Linked DNA regions of Zea mays: region 2 is linked to region 1. A link is a contact called in public Hi-C data. All regions are on one chromosome and are shown on one strand. The core of a region is the stretch at or near the end of the contact, and the rest is flanking DNA. Distances in the headings are between cores, read along the strand shown. Region 1 holds the start of opr6 (12-oxophytodienoate reductase6). Region 2 holds the start of LOC103650196.

The links. Hi-C and Micro-C count contacts between places; a contact is called where the count stands out from the background.
Region 2: a Hi-C map of bundle sheath shows a contact between it and region 1, with 3 times the contacts expected there. The contact joins the promoter of LOC103650196 here to the promoter of opr6 in region 1. A contact is called at or near these places in 4 of 25 Hi-C or Micro-C datasets (bundle sheath, ear, leaf and 1 more).

The regions. Positions count from the first base shown.
Region 1 is chr3:70,587,215-70,594,817 of Zm-B73-REFERENCE-NAM-5.0, forward strand. It overlaps opr6 (12-oxophytodienoate reductase6), which reads right to left and starts at 3,986. Exons shown (of 4, transcript NM_001112362.1): 1 at 3,884-3,986; 2 at 3,431-3,705; 3 at 2,955-3,128; 4 at 1,771-2,449. The coding sequence starts at 3,948. The coding sequence ends at 1,845. LOC109944823 (a long non-coding RNA gene) reads left to right here and starts at 3,953. Exons shown (of 2, transcript XR_002268016.1): 1 at 3,953-4,045; 2 at 4,346-4,441.
Region 2 is chr3:71,338,152-71,345,754 of Zm-B73-REFERENCE-NAM-5.0, forward strand. It overlaps LOC103650196, which reads left to right and starts at 4,297. Exons shown (of 3, transcript NM_001347051.1): 1 at 4,297-4,564; 2 at 7,529-7,603.

The sequences.
Region 1 (7,603 bases), core at 2,736-5,235:
GAGGTGTTGCATCCTCAGTGTCTTAGTCCAATCCTCTTCGCATCCTATGAACTATAAACATAAACACGAGCAAACACATTAGTCCATAGGTTATGTTGGTCATCAAACACCAAAACCTTTTTAGCCAAATGGTCTGGGGTCCATTTTCCTTACAAATGGAATGTGATAGATAATGCAATAAATGAGATGTGTTTGAGACCCACATAAGTTGCATATGGTGGCAATCCAAACCTTTGTTATTGAAGATCTTGTGTTATGTTGGGTTGTTGGTTGAGGGTATAGGAAGCACCCCATTTTAGGTTTGGTATGGGTTTAGGCGACCACCATGATATCAGGGCCTCTATGGAGATTTAACAAATTATAGGTTAACGAGAGAGGTCATAGTGTGGGAGTGTGTATGATGCGTGAGAGACACCAAATTTAGAGAGGTTTAGGCCACAAGAGCTTAATAACATATGTCCACTAAGTTGCTTGATTGTATTGCTTGGAACCGGAAATGGCTAAGTGTGTGTGCCTGTCTAGGTGTCCTAGACTTGTGTTCATCCCAACGTGGTTGGCTTTCATTGGCCTCCCCCTATGAAGGGTCCCCTCTACCTTTTATAGTTCAAGGGAGTGGGGGTTACAAGTTATGTTGGGTCGGTCTGGTAGCTTGACCCCACCTAATGTACTTTCGAAAGTGTAAATGTCCATCTTTGCCCCGTAGAATTGTCACCCACACATCACAGTGGATGTCGTTACCGGATGTGGCAGGTGCCGTCCATGCGTGTGCGCACAATGCCACACTAGCGCCACACCTAGGATGCTCAGGCCTAACAGCCAGCATGGAGTAGGCTATGAGCACGGTCATGCATGTCCCGTCGTATAGGCACAACAACTCTCTTCCACCAACTCCTTGACTAACCGTGGCGTGGGCAGCTAGAAACATGGAGTTCCCAGAGCCCTTTAGGGGCATTGAGGACCTAAGGGCATATGGTGCATCCTATTGTGGTTGGTGGAGTGGCTCTGGCGAGAGACCCCAAACACATGGCACATCGGAACCCCATTAGGGACAAGGGCTACCAGTGATGCATGTCACAACCAGGCCTCGTTAATGGATTGGAGAGGGTGTTTCAAGCTTGAAGGTTGGTTAAGACGTGTGTGGCAGGGTCCAACTTGAGGAAGTTGGACATGCTCGAGGCCAAGATCCATAGATGGATCTGCGCTGCCTGTGGCGCCGCCCGTGACTTCTTTGCCACCAAGAGTTGCCTCTTCTTCCACATTTTCCACAACCTTCTCATCTCTAGTACCACCATCATCGCTGCCTCAGTGCTTGCCACACATGACAACCCTTCTACAAGGCCGACAATGATGCCTTGTTGCAGCTTTTCGATGCCACTCCCTTGAGAAGCTCTTCTACGTTTTCCTTCGAACTAGGTTACAAGAGAGAGTTATGTAAATGGTGGTAGCGGGTTATTAACCCACAACTTCATGACGAGTTATAAAATAAAGATTTCTAGAGCACCTCCTTGGAGCTCAACAAAAAAAATCTAGAGCTTATGGCTAGATCCACATATTTTGTGGAGCTAGAGTTGGTGGTGATGGAGGTGTTTGGTTGAAAAAAGTTGGATTGAATCTAGATTTCTTGGAGTGGAGCAGTCCCACACACCCCATTAATAATCTTGTATCATTATTAATGAACAAAATCACTAAGTGTATAGATACTTTGACAAATGCTTAATAATAATTTTTGTAGATTTAGTTAAACTTAGAAAACTTTGATCGACATTAATATTATAGTGACACTCATTTTATTTTAAGGTCAAGATAGTACTCCAGGTGGGGAAATTGTTTATAAGCCAATCATCCTAGAGTTGATCGAGAAATGGATAATCTGTGTACCCAACCACCGGATCAGAGGTATAGAAGGTGCTCCTATCATACTTGTTCAGCGGGGCATTCTTGGCAAAACGCATCGGAAGGTCCGGGTTGGCAAGGAATATCCGGCCGTATGCGATGAGATCTGCATAGCCACGGCCACGGGCAATGGCGTCATTGCCTTCCTCACGGTCGTAGCCTCCATTAGCAATGAACGTCCCGCGAAACGCCCTCCTGAACGGTAGCAGCATGTGCTCGAGAGTCATAATACCGTCGTCTGGGTTCACCCGCATCCTTGGCTCTACCATGTGGCAGTAAAGCACGCCGAGCGGGTTCAGCGTCTCGTCGATGACATGAAGCGCGAGCGCCTCTGGGTTGGAGTCGTGGCAGTCCATATAATCCGCGAACGGAGAGAGGCGCACACCGAGGCGGTTGGCACCGACCTCGTCCGCGACGGCTGCCATCACCTCGGCTGTGAAACGGCACCGGTTCTCCAAGCTGCCCCCGTAGGAGTCGTCTCGGTCATTGGTGCTGTCCTTCATGAACTGATCGAACAGGTACCCGTTTGCCGCGTGGATCTCCACTCCATCAAAGCCTTATAGTCACAGGAGTAGATCAAGTGTTAGTAATTTTGTAGTACACCCTGCAAAATGCATGCACTAGTTACTTTGTAATATGGCTTTAAGTGATATCATGTAAATCTTTCTAATCGTCTAATGGCTATTACACTGAAATTTTCATTAGTGTTTCTATAGATAATGATTGTCTCTTATACATATATTCAGTAACGTATCTATCGCTATAGATATGATAGGTGGAAGCAAGTGCGTCAATTATTGTAGCTTTAGTAGGTGTAATCACACGCGCCCAGTACTATTCTAGCTTTCGTAGGTGGAATATATCACTCACACGTCAATCTAGCTTCGATAGGTGAAGTCATGCATACATCATTCAAGTTTTGGCTCTACCTATATTTCCGGTTAATTCAGATGCTTGGCTCTAGAAATAACATGCTCTCTATTTGATCTTGAATACTGTTATCACGGTATGTGCCTCTGCTAGCAGAGATGCATCGTTTCTGGTCTTTGATGGTTATTTACCTGCTTTGATGGCGTTTCTGGCGGCAACCCGGAAGTCATTGACGACGTGTGGTATCTCCTCTGTCTCTAGTCTCCGAGGCACCGCGAACGTGTTGACGTCACCGGAATGGTTCACCTGTGCTGGGATTTGCTTGTCCGTGCTAGAGATCGGTGCCTGCCCATTTGGTTGGAATTCTGTCGAAAATGAAGCCAGCCATCAATCAGATTACCATACTGCTATATCATTGCCTGCTTTCTGTGCAGCCACAGAAACATACGCTGTAGCCAGCAGTGGCCACTGGCACTGGGGCCACAAGATGACCGGACGATGCGCTGCCAGCCAAGCGAACAGAAGAAAAAAAAAATCTCTGAGGTTGTGTTGAGATGCAACTAGCAACACGGGGAACAAGCGAAAATGCAACAACAAAAAAAAAAGAAAGAAAAAGAAAACCGATTTCAACAAGAATGAGAAAACCACAAAGCCAATGGCAGAGAACCTGAGGGGGAGGCCCGGCCGGTGTGCCAGAGCTGGGCGAAGAAGACGGCACCGCTGGCGTGGACGGCGTCGACGATCGGCTTCCAGGCCTCGACCTGTTGGTGGGTCCACAGCCCCGGAACGTCCGGGTACCCGCGCGCGCTCTCCGACACGGCGCAGGCCTCGGCGATGAGGAAGCCGCCGGGCGTCGCCCGCTGGCGGTAGTAGAGAGCCATGTGCTCCGGCTGCGGCACGTTCCCGAACGCCCGGCACCTCGTCAGCGGCGCCAGCACAACCCTGCATGTACATGTACGTATCCTCGCACACGAAGGATACCCAAGGAATGAACCTATGTGCGTTGTCGATGCACTATGGGGAGGATCTAAGTGGATTCCATTTTAGAGCATGTTGTAGGCATACATCTTTATTTGTTTATTTATTTATTTATTTATGCAATAATATAATAACCACTAACCTGTGTGCCAGGTTGAAATCGCCCATCTTGTATGGTGTCAAGAGAGGAGTCGACTCCATCTCCATTCCTCGCAGAGGTTGGCCACAGCTTGGCTAAACAGATGTGCTGTTTGTGTGGTGTCGGACCTCAGCTGCAGCCATATATTTGTAGACAGCCAAGGAGGTGGGAACCATTTGCTCTACACACTACGGGCTAGTTTGAGAACTAATTTTTTTTAAGTAATTTCTATTTTTCCAAAACCAATTTCTCTTGGGAAAAAATAAAAATCACTTAAAAAATGGGGTTACATAGGCCGCAGGTCGTTAATATAGATACAGGATTTGGTCAGAGGAGATGTTGTGTGGCCGTTTACAGCTTGTTCGGTTACAAGTGAATTAAAAAAAGATTAGAACCTTGTTTGTTTGTATAAGATCAGAGAAGATTCGTGCTAGTTTAGAGACTTACAGCGTGTTTGGATTGCAGGTTTGGTTGTTACTGGAGCCATCCGAACCTGTATCTGATCCTTCATTGATATTTGGTTTGCATTATATAAGAATGTCATCCATCATCACCATGTTTTGTTTGTAAGCCAATATGCAGGATCAATACATTCCGTATGAAATCACTAGACGGACCTCTACCGGATCAAGTCATGCCGAATCAGGCTATCTGTGAAACCAAACGACCTGTTAAATCCTCTTAGGATCCTTGCCATCTTCCAGGCAAAACAATTCTAGACTGTAATTTCAGTATGAAATTTAGTTATTTATAAGAGGTTTTTCCTACGTGCCTTACTTCCAAACTAGTTCTGAGACGGATTAAATCAGTTTCTGTCAAAATAATGACTAGCAAGAGAAGATTTAATTCACAATTCTCCTCCGATCTTCATCAATAGTCCATTCCTGACCAAACAAATACTATTGATGATTGAATCTCTTACTAATCAAAATGAAATAAAAACATTTAAATTTCCTCGATCCTTTCTGATAACTGTACGACTGAACAGTATCCTAGGAGCGGATTTTTTTACTTGACTTGCCGTAGATTCTGTGTTCATAACTTCATATTGAAGATGACAACAACCTGCACGTTGTCCAAGTTTGTGGACCAGCGAGCGCAGGAACCACGAATACGACGTGTCACTTATCGGATCTGGGCATCTCGCATCCATCAGAATTCGAGTCATTAGTACGAATTATAAATTCAAACCAGCTACAGTGCTAGATTTTTCATCGATATTATTAACTGAGATTAAAGACCTTGAATTTGAGTCTCAATTTTATAGCCTAGTGTTAATAATTGATGCCATTATTATTAGATGGTGCCTCTCACTTATATAGACAAAAACTTACTTGGCCACATACAAGCTACGTTCTAGCATCCTTTAGTCTGATCTCTGGTCATCAATAGATACCAAAGGAATTCTTTAATACTCGTTATATCCATCAACCATTATTGGAAAAGTTATTCGCTATTTGTGTTTATATATATATATATATATATATATATATATATATATATATATATATATATATATACTACTCTATTAAGAACATATTAGTTAGATGCCCGTGCGTTGCTATGGTTTATATATATCGAATAGGTAGACCTTATTTAAATGAAATATTTGTTCTACCACCATTTTGGTAATGGTAAGCAAACACACCTACATCATCCTTACTCCTAGGGAAATGAAGTCTACTAAAACCTTGTTCCATACAATGCACATGCAAGCAAATATACCTTCTTCACACTAACTGATTTGGTAGAACAGAATTTACTTCTTCACACAAACTAATTTCGTTGAACTAAATTTATGAAGCTAGAGGAAACTTTAGCATTGTTTATTGAATTTATCCAACTGAAACAAAAATGGTGAAAGAGAGAACTACATAAGCTAGAGGAAACTTTAACATTGTTTAATGAATTTGTCCATTGCGAAAGGTTCAACTGTGCATAATAAAATGGCTGAGGGAATGCTCAATAGTAACAATAAATGCTCAAAGGAAATTTGGGTCAAAATAGTTGATTTGTCTACTTTGGTTCTTTCAGCTAAGTTCTTTCTTCTTGTTCATTGAACAATTCTGTACCAAAAAATGTAAGTGTGTAATCATCGTGTATCCATCTTAGCAATTGGAAGAATGGTTTTAATTGGGTTGTGCAAAAAAAGTAACATAAGATATTGAATAAAAGTTATAGATAGAACCATGCATGAACCCAAGCATGAGATGGTTTCATATTGGCAAAAAAACAAGAAAATAAATAATGTTGAGATTTAGATATGTATCCACTCATGACTATTGCATAGCTCCACTTAGCCTCTTGATTGGCCTGGAACAGAGATCACCGCAGGAATTTTAGCAAATAGATCAAAGGAGTAAAAAAATAGAACATTCTTTATTTCTTAGTAGGTTGATAATTCAAGTAGCAATAAAATTTTGGACAAAGACACGTTAAAGTAGACCATTCGAAACTATGTTGTTGAGAGACTAACCCACAATCCAACTTCTGAAACTCATACTAACTCCAATTCTATTGATTATTCATGATAATTGTTACTGTCTCATCATCACATATCCTAATCCCACTTGCACTGCCTATCCAAATGACACCTAGATGGGTGGATGAAGAACAGAAGGGCTACAAACATTGAACGCAAAACACACAGAATTGCATGTGTAGAACTAACAAAGGACTGAGTAAAAATTAGCTAAATACTCTTGACAGTCAGACACTGAGACAGTCGAGCTCGAGCGCGAACCGATTCCGATGTGGAGCTCCTTTTGCAGGAAGTGCGCAGAGGAGCATGTTGTGCTTAATGGGGGGACCTAGCTAGTACATCCTAATTAGTTTAAAGCCTCTATAACAAACCAGAGTTCTGTAGAACACCAAAAAGTTTACATTTACACATGAGTCAAGAGCACGTCTAGAATACTAACACATTACACATTTGTTGTACATCAATGCACATGCAATGTACGTGAGCAGTACAATGTGCTTATGTGAACTAAAGAAAAAACTTCAATTAAAAATTTCTAGCTAAGAACCTCACAAGAGGGAAAGGTAACGATGCACCAGTACCGATTATTAGATAGTTCTAGCATACTTTACTAAGGTAATGTATCATCTAACTACACAATATAATCTATAAACTTGAGTAACAAAATCAACAAAAACAATAGCATACTACTTATTTTGATTCTAACCTGTCAAGATGTTGCAGACATATTACGGTATTACCCTTCAAAGGAGATTCTTGGGTATTGATTTCCTTGGTATCTTGACCAGAATGGAATATATCATAACCAATTCAGCTAAGTCTACATGGAAAATATTAAAGGATAGGAATATAGATGAATTTGTAAGTGTTGGTTCAAAATTAGCGGCTATAGAATCAAAATATAAGCCAAGCTTCTAAGTCACCAATCATAGAACTATATTTCTTGTATACAATATTTTGCACAGTAGACAACAATCAGTGTTGTAGTCACATGCATAAGTATACTGCAGAAAACTATGTTCTATATAGTAAGCATCAATCAATTTGTTCCATAGTGTCCCAAATTCATCACCTTCATCAGCTTGTTTAGCCCTCTTTCCGAACATAAAGCAACAACCCATCTTTAACAACACAATAGCACATGCACCCGCAGAGAGCTAGAGAGTTGGAAGCAGTTTCTGAAAAACAAAGATATGTCGACCAAACTATCAGACAAGGGTGACGCACAACTACCACAACGA
Region 2 (7,603 bases), core at 3,047-5,546, 750 kb after region 1:
GACCGAGGGGGGCACTGACCGATTGGGCCCAGCGCTAGGGGACACGGGCGCTGACAGACGGGCCCGGACGTAGGGCGCGCGTGCGCGAAGCGGTATCCCGTGATCTGGGCCGTGTGATCGAGATCGGACGGGAGAGATCAAACCGGGAGGGGTGAATGGCTGCGGGCGGCGCCGCTCCTTCCCGCGATGGTGAAGTCGCCGGAGTTGGGACGGGTGCGTGCTACAGCGGTTTCGGGGTCGCCGGAGTTGGTCAGAGAGGGGGAAGACGACTCGGCGAACTCGATGGCGGGGTTGTGGCCACGAGACTGAGGTCAGAGAGGGGGAATCAGCGGAAGAATAGCTCTAGGCGGGCCGGGGTAACTCCGGTGAGGAATTCTGGCCGTGAGAAGAGGCAATCAGCCGTGATAGGGCTCGGGCTAGTTCCAGTAGAGGTGGGGGAGCACTCTGGGCCAAAGCCGGGGCACTGGACGGGGTCGGGATGGTCGGACACTGTGCGGGCGTGGCGAGCAAGCGCGGTCGCACGACGGCGAGGCCAAATTGGCTAAGGGTAGGCGCGAATAGAGTAAAACAAACACGGGGGCGGGTGTCTCACCTCGGGGCGGAGCTCGGGGTTGCTTGGCGTGGCCTCCGGCGAGCTAGATGACCGGGGAGGCGGGCACGGGTCTCCAGCAAGGTCGGACGACGTGGGCAGAGCGCGAGCGGGGCTGCGTGAAATGAGGCGGGGGAGTGAGTGTGGGCGCGGGCGGGGCTCAAAAAGGGAGCTGGGCCGCGTGGGCGGACGTCGTGGCCGAAGATTCCGGCGACGTGCGCGCGCGCTGGTCCACGGCGGGCGCGGGGAGGGCGAAGCTGACAGGGGACGTCTACAACGCAATGAGAGAGAGAGAGCGAGCGCGCGGGGCAACAGCTCGGCGACTGGCAAAATGGGACAGCAAAGCGGAGAGAGAAGAGGGGCGCACATGCGAAGAAACCAGCGCCGACAGCTTGGCCCCACTGGGCAGCGAGCGAGAGAGAGAGAGAGAGAGGAGAGTACAGGGGAGGGAGTTGCCGCTGACAGGTGGATCCCACCTGTCAGGCGGCGCAGGCGCGTGGGCGCGCGGCCTGGCTAGGCCGGCTGGGCTGCTTTGCATTTTTCTTTTTCCCTGGAATTTCTAATTGCTTTTCCATTTCTTTTTCTCTAGGGTTTTCAATTCAAATTCAATTCAAGTTTCAAATTCAAACATGTGCAACAATTCAAAGAATATTTAAACTCAGCATGATGCAACATTTCATGACTCATAGTGTTTTGGCAAAAATAAATAATTAATCCCTCCTTAATTAAGCTATTTCTACTCAAAAGGAAAGAGAGAGAGGGAATCTAGAGATAGATAGAAACTAGAGAGAGAGAAGAGTAACACTTGAATTTGGGTGATAATTAGAAAGAAATTTTATACCCCAAATTCAGGGTGTTACAGGTGAGACGAGCCTGCCCCCACATTTGGTGCCATCAGAGATCTTTTCTTGGATGGGTCAACAATGCGGTGCAGGATGCCTTCTTGATCTACAATGCAGGAGAGGGATCCAAAGCGGAAGATCTCCCCAGCATTGAAGGTGACCGTGATGTTGAAGATGATAGCCATGGAGTTGTCGTGTATCAACGTCGCACCCCCTACCTAGCGCGCCACTTGTCAGTGTTTATGACCCGACCACGCACCATGGGATTCTCCATGTGATGCTTTTGAGTAGGACGACGTTGTTGACTGCGACTCGATGGTACGTGCAGGAGCACGTCGGATTGCACAAGGGTTTATACAGGCTCAGGCCGCAAGAATGTGTAACACCCTACTTCCTATTAAGGTTGTATGTTGGAATTACACTGGAGTATACGTATTACAAATGAGATGAGGGTGGTGGAAGATGAATTCTCCTGTTGATCTAGTAGCTTGTGGTTGCTTCGAGAGGGCTAATGAGCTTTGGAGTGGTGCTAGGATGTGGTAGATGAGAGATGTCATGAGATGTTTTCGTAGGGGTACCCCTCGGCCTTATATAGGTGACTAGAGGGTTATCCATTTACAAGTTGTGATCACTATTCATTCTACCTAATTCCTCCTTTATCGTGGCATGTATTCCTACTTATCCGGAATTCAATCGCTTCCTTAGCCAAGTTAACACCGAGTGTTTAGCCCTTCATGTGTACGCAACCTCTTCGCTCGAGATATCAACGCTTCGGTCTGCACATAACTCGGATGTCCGGTCTTCATCTTCTTGGATCAAGCTCGCCAGGCCTGATAGTGGCCCGATGGCCTGTCTCGCTAGCCACACCATCGGGAGGCCCATTAGATGGCCCACGTTGTGTTTCTGTGTTCATGAGGACTCGGAGGATATCTATCCCCACAGGTATCCACCCAGACGGGTGTGAATATGGGTGAAGATTTTGAACCATGGATGCACCCGCACCGACTCGAAGTTTCACGGGGAGTGGGTTTCTATTCCAACCAATGGGTGACCTACGCCCGATTCGAAATTAGGTTTATTTTTATTTTACACAAAAATAATTAAGATACAATAGTAATTACTTTGAATAAGTAACTTAGCTAAAGATCCATGAAATATTTTTGTTGCTGCTCAACGTGAGAAGTCTTAAAAAGTTAAATTTTTTAGATATCATTGAATTATAACTGGTACTTAATTGCTTATATCTGAATTATTGTTTAAAATTGTGCACTGAGTAAAATATACGCGGGTGACCCGAAACCCGACAAGTTCGGGTGCGGGTTTAGAATTGCACCCGCAGATATGATCACGAACAAATTTAGATAGACTTCAAGAGTATGATCGTAGACGAGTTCTTACTCCACGTGACCCATTACCATCTCTAATCCCATTCTTCCTCTCACAAACATTACAAAACTTCTAGAACTGTCGTACTACTAGAGAAGGTTGAGGGTCAACCCACCTCCCCTCAATCATAAGGTCGTCGCAGAAAGATAGGAAGGACAAGCATTATGGTACAATTGGGGTTTTCATATAATTAATACAATAAAACTAAAAAAAGTTATATAAAATGTACAAATATATTTTATTATTTACTCTATTAATATGTTAAATTTTTATTTCTAGTTCGTCCTATGTTAAATGATATAAAGTAGAGAAAATTCTATCTAATATAAAAGTTTAAAAATAATATAATTTTCATTTTTATATTTTTGATATAGAATAATTAGAACATAAAATTTGATATATTGCTAGACTATATAACAAAGTATATCTATAATTTGTAAGATTTTTTTATGGAAATAAAAACTCGATTTAATGGTAGTTTTTACTGATTGGTAAGAGACATGAGGTGAAAGTCGACAAGTTGACACCTTTGCAAAATACTCACATTAGTCATCAGTATAACTATATAAGGTGTACTTTTACCTAGAAAATATTTCACTTCACAAATGGTGAGCAATAATATTATTCAGATCAGATAGATATAAATTTAAATATATAAAATTGCACTTAATACAATTGTTATCAAATACGTTTTCTAATTTACACATCTTTTAGAAACAACGAAATAATAGGATTTGCCATATCCTTGAGTGAGTAAGGAGTGTTTATCATGATTCTATAACAAAATTTTTAAAAAAGCTAGTCAGAGCGAGCGAAATATCCTAAGTCTAAAGTTGTAAACTCTATAGAATTTTAGAAGGTATAGTATAACTTTTTTAGAGTAACTCATTTGTTGTTCCTTTTGCTATCTCCAACAACCTTACCTATCACACGTCTTATTTCAAACTCCATTGTAAAATCACTGTAGCATATAGTATAAAACAGTATAAAACAATATTTTACACAACCATATGCATGGTCCGGTGGCCACAACTTCAGAGTTTTACAGCAGAACTACTTTGGAGCGGAAAAGAGATATACCAAACACTATAGATATACTCCCTCCGTCCTAAATAGTATTCGTTTTAGTTCTTAATTTATGTCTATATTTAATTAGATGATAATGAATATAGAATATATATTGAACATATAAATTAGTATTGTATGAATCCATTAAAAAACTAAAACAAATTTTATTCTGGGACAAACGGAGTACCTTTTCTATCTTTCCAAAGGCACAAAACCATGAATCTAATGGCACTCACGTAAATAGACGATTCAATCAAAGGCAAACTGGATGGCAATTTAGCAAATGTTAGCAACTCTAGGGGCAAAAGTTATGGCAAAATTGAAAATTTCAAATGGGGCGGTGGCAAATTTTGCCGCGATCTTCGTCTAAAAGAAGGAAACCCACTCCTCCAAGGCTCCAACCTCCTTCCCTCCTCGCACTCTGTGTTGCAGACCTCCGCCACCGGAGGTTCCTGCGGGTGCGTTTGCCCTGACAGAACACTGGAGGCCCCTGCGGGTGCGCTACCCCTGACCAAGCAACCACGGACTAGTCTACCGCCGTCCGCAGCATCCGTTCACCTTCACCCCGCCTGCGCGCTCTCTCTCTGCGACGACTGGGTGGGCTACTGCAGCCGCCGCCGCCCTACGCCGGGTGCCGAGGCCTTCGCCGGTCTCTTCGCTGGTGACGAGCACTCACCAGGTATTCCCGACCCTTCCTTCCCTTCCGGCTAACCGAGTACCCAAACCCTAACTTAAGGCTATTTGGCTATTTGATGCCCACTAACGTCAAAAAATCGAACTTGTTGCAAAGATTATCGGGTTGTACATGTGTTTTTTCCTTCATGTTCCTTTACTTCTGGCTACTGAAAATCCTGATTTGTTCAGTCTGTCTATGAAATTCAGCGAGAGAATTGGTTCTCTGACACCTAAATGTCTGAACTCCAGCGAGGGAATTTGTTCTTTGACACCTAAAGAACCCAGGTTTTTAGAAATATACAACTGACGGGTCTCAGTTCACCCAAATAACCCTCTGTTAAGGAATCTAGCACGCTGTCATATTTTCCAGGAACTCCACACACTTTTCTCCTCTGCAGCCTCTCTTCACTCTTCTTGGACCTTAGTCCTCGGAAAATGACTTAATTCTCAGGGTAACATCACCATTGGAGAGAGGAGGCAATTAAACTCAGTGGGCAACCAAACCTGTGCTTCGCAGAACAGGTTAGCCTAAGTCATGCAACCAAACACCTAGCTCTTGCCTGCAGCTAGCCTGTCTATCTCAGCAACAACAATAACAAAGCTTTTATTCCCAAGCAAGCTAGGGTAGGGTAGAGTCAAAAAGCCCAATATAACCCACCATTTAAGGTTTGGACACATAGATAACTATTTTTCATGCACTCATATTCAAGCTTAAATCTTTAGTTCACCCTTTCAAGTTTTTGTCTTTCTCTTTCCATTGTTATCACACCTTAGGATCCCACTACGCATTGGTGACTATGGACATGTACAAACCATCTCAATGGATGTTGGATAAGCTTTTCTTCAATTGGTGCTACCCTAACCTATCACATATATCATCATTTTGGAGTCTATCCCTTCTATATGGCTACAAATCCAATGCAACGTACGTATTTTCGCAATACTTGTCTGCTGAACATGTCATCTTTTGGTAGGCTAAAATTATGCACCATACAACATAGGGGGCGTTTGGTTTGTAGGGACTAATTTTTAGTTCCTTATTTTATTTCATTTGTCTTTAAATTGCTAAATACGGAAACTAAAACTCCATTGTAGTTTCCATATTTGGCAATTTAGGAACTAAAATGGAATAAAATGAACGGATTAAAAATTAGTCCTTACAAACCAAACACCCCTATAGTATACCTAATCGTCTACCTATAAAACTTGCCTTTTAGCTTCTGTGGTACCCTCTTGTCATATAAAATGCTAGATCCTTAACGCCACTTCATCCATTCTGCTTCGATTATGTGGCTAACATCTTCATTAATATCCTCGTCTTTCTGTAATATTGATCCTAAATATCTAAAAGTGTCCTTCCCGGGCACTATTTGATCTTTCAAACTAATATCTCCTTCCTAATGTGTAGTACAGTAGTAGTGCCGAAATAACATCTCATATATTCAGTTTTAGTTCTACTGAGTCTAAAACCTTTGGATTCTAGAGTCTCCTACCACAACTTTAGTTTCTTATTTACTCTTTCTCGACTTCCATCAACTAGCACCATGGTTTTTAAAGCGGTAAGGCGAGACAAGGCGTTGGACCACCGCCTGGACGCTTAGGCGTCGCCTAGGCGACGTCTTAAGAACAATGACTAGCACTACATCGTCCATAAAAAAGCATACACCAATGCATATCTCCTTGTATGTTCCTTGTGACCTTGTCCATCATCAAGGCAAAAAAATAATGGCTCAAAGTTGATCCTTGATGCAGTCCTATTCTAGCCGCGAAGTCATCACTCAGACGATGCTCGATAACTCTCCCCCATAGCTTCGTAGTATGACTCATCAACTTAATTCCTCTATAATTTGTGCAACTTTGAATATCTCCTATTTTTGTAGATCAGTACAATATACTTCTACACTCATCAGACATCTTGTTTGACTAGAAAGTATGGTTGAACAAAACTTGGTTAGCCATACGATAGCTATGTTTCAGAGGCATCTCCATACCTCAATTGGGATGCCATTATAGCTCATCCCATACCCTCTTTCATCTTTTTCAATGCCTCTCTAACATCATATTCTTGGATCATACGCACAAAGCGTCTATTGGTGTCATCAAAAGAGTCATCGAACTGAAAGGTTATGTTCCCATTCTCAGTGAATAATTTATCAAACACTCTCGCCATCTATGTTTGATATCTTCTTTCACCATGAGGTGCTATGTTTCATCCTTAATTAGGTGCTCCGTTTCATTCTTAATGCATTTAACTTGGTTAAAGTCCCTTGTCTTCCTCTCACAGAATCTAGCCATATATGTCATTCTCTTCTATCTTCGTACTCAAACGTTGGTAAAGATCATCATATGCCCTACCCTTTACCACTCTTATATCTCATTTTGTAGTCTTCGCTGTTATCTTGCACTTTTCTATGTTGTCCACAATCCTATCATGGTACGAATGTTTGCAGCATTGTCTTCTTAATGGTCCTTTGGACTCCTCGTTCCACCACCAAACTCTATTTTAGGCCAAGCCAAAATAGAAGCCAGACTAGACTTAAGCTAGGCATCCAAACAGGACAATATAATTCCTCTTCTTCCTTTTTCTATTTTTCTTTTTTGCCATATTAGCGGGCTAAGGTTTGTCTCGATTTATCCCTTCTCCAGACCCCACTTATGTGGGAGCCTCCGGTACTAGGTCGGCGTGGCGCTTTTGTATTTTATTAATTATTGGATAGTACGGAGTACTACTATTATGATTTAATTGATATAGATTTTGATGTTAGTCTTTTAGTCAGTCATATTTCAGCAGTTCTAGGTATAATCTGTTTATGGAACTACTGATTGTTACCATTTTGTTGTAATCATATACCCTTCATGGGTACAAAAGAAGTGAAGAAAGAAACCATCAAGTCTGTCTATATCATCGAATTGCAATATGTAAAAGTCATACCATTATATCCTTATTCTTGATTGACTTGTCTATCAGGCTGCTTCATCGTGAAAAATTGTTGCATGCAGCCACGCACATGGTTTGCACTATCCACCTACACAGTGATCTATG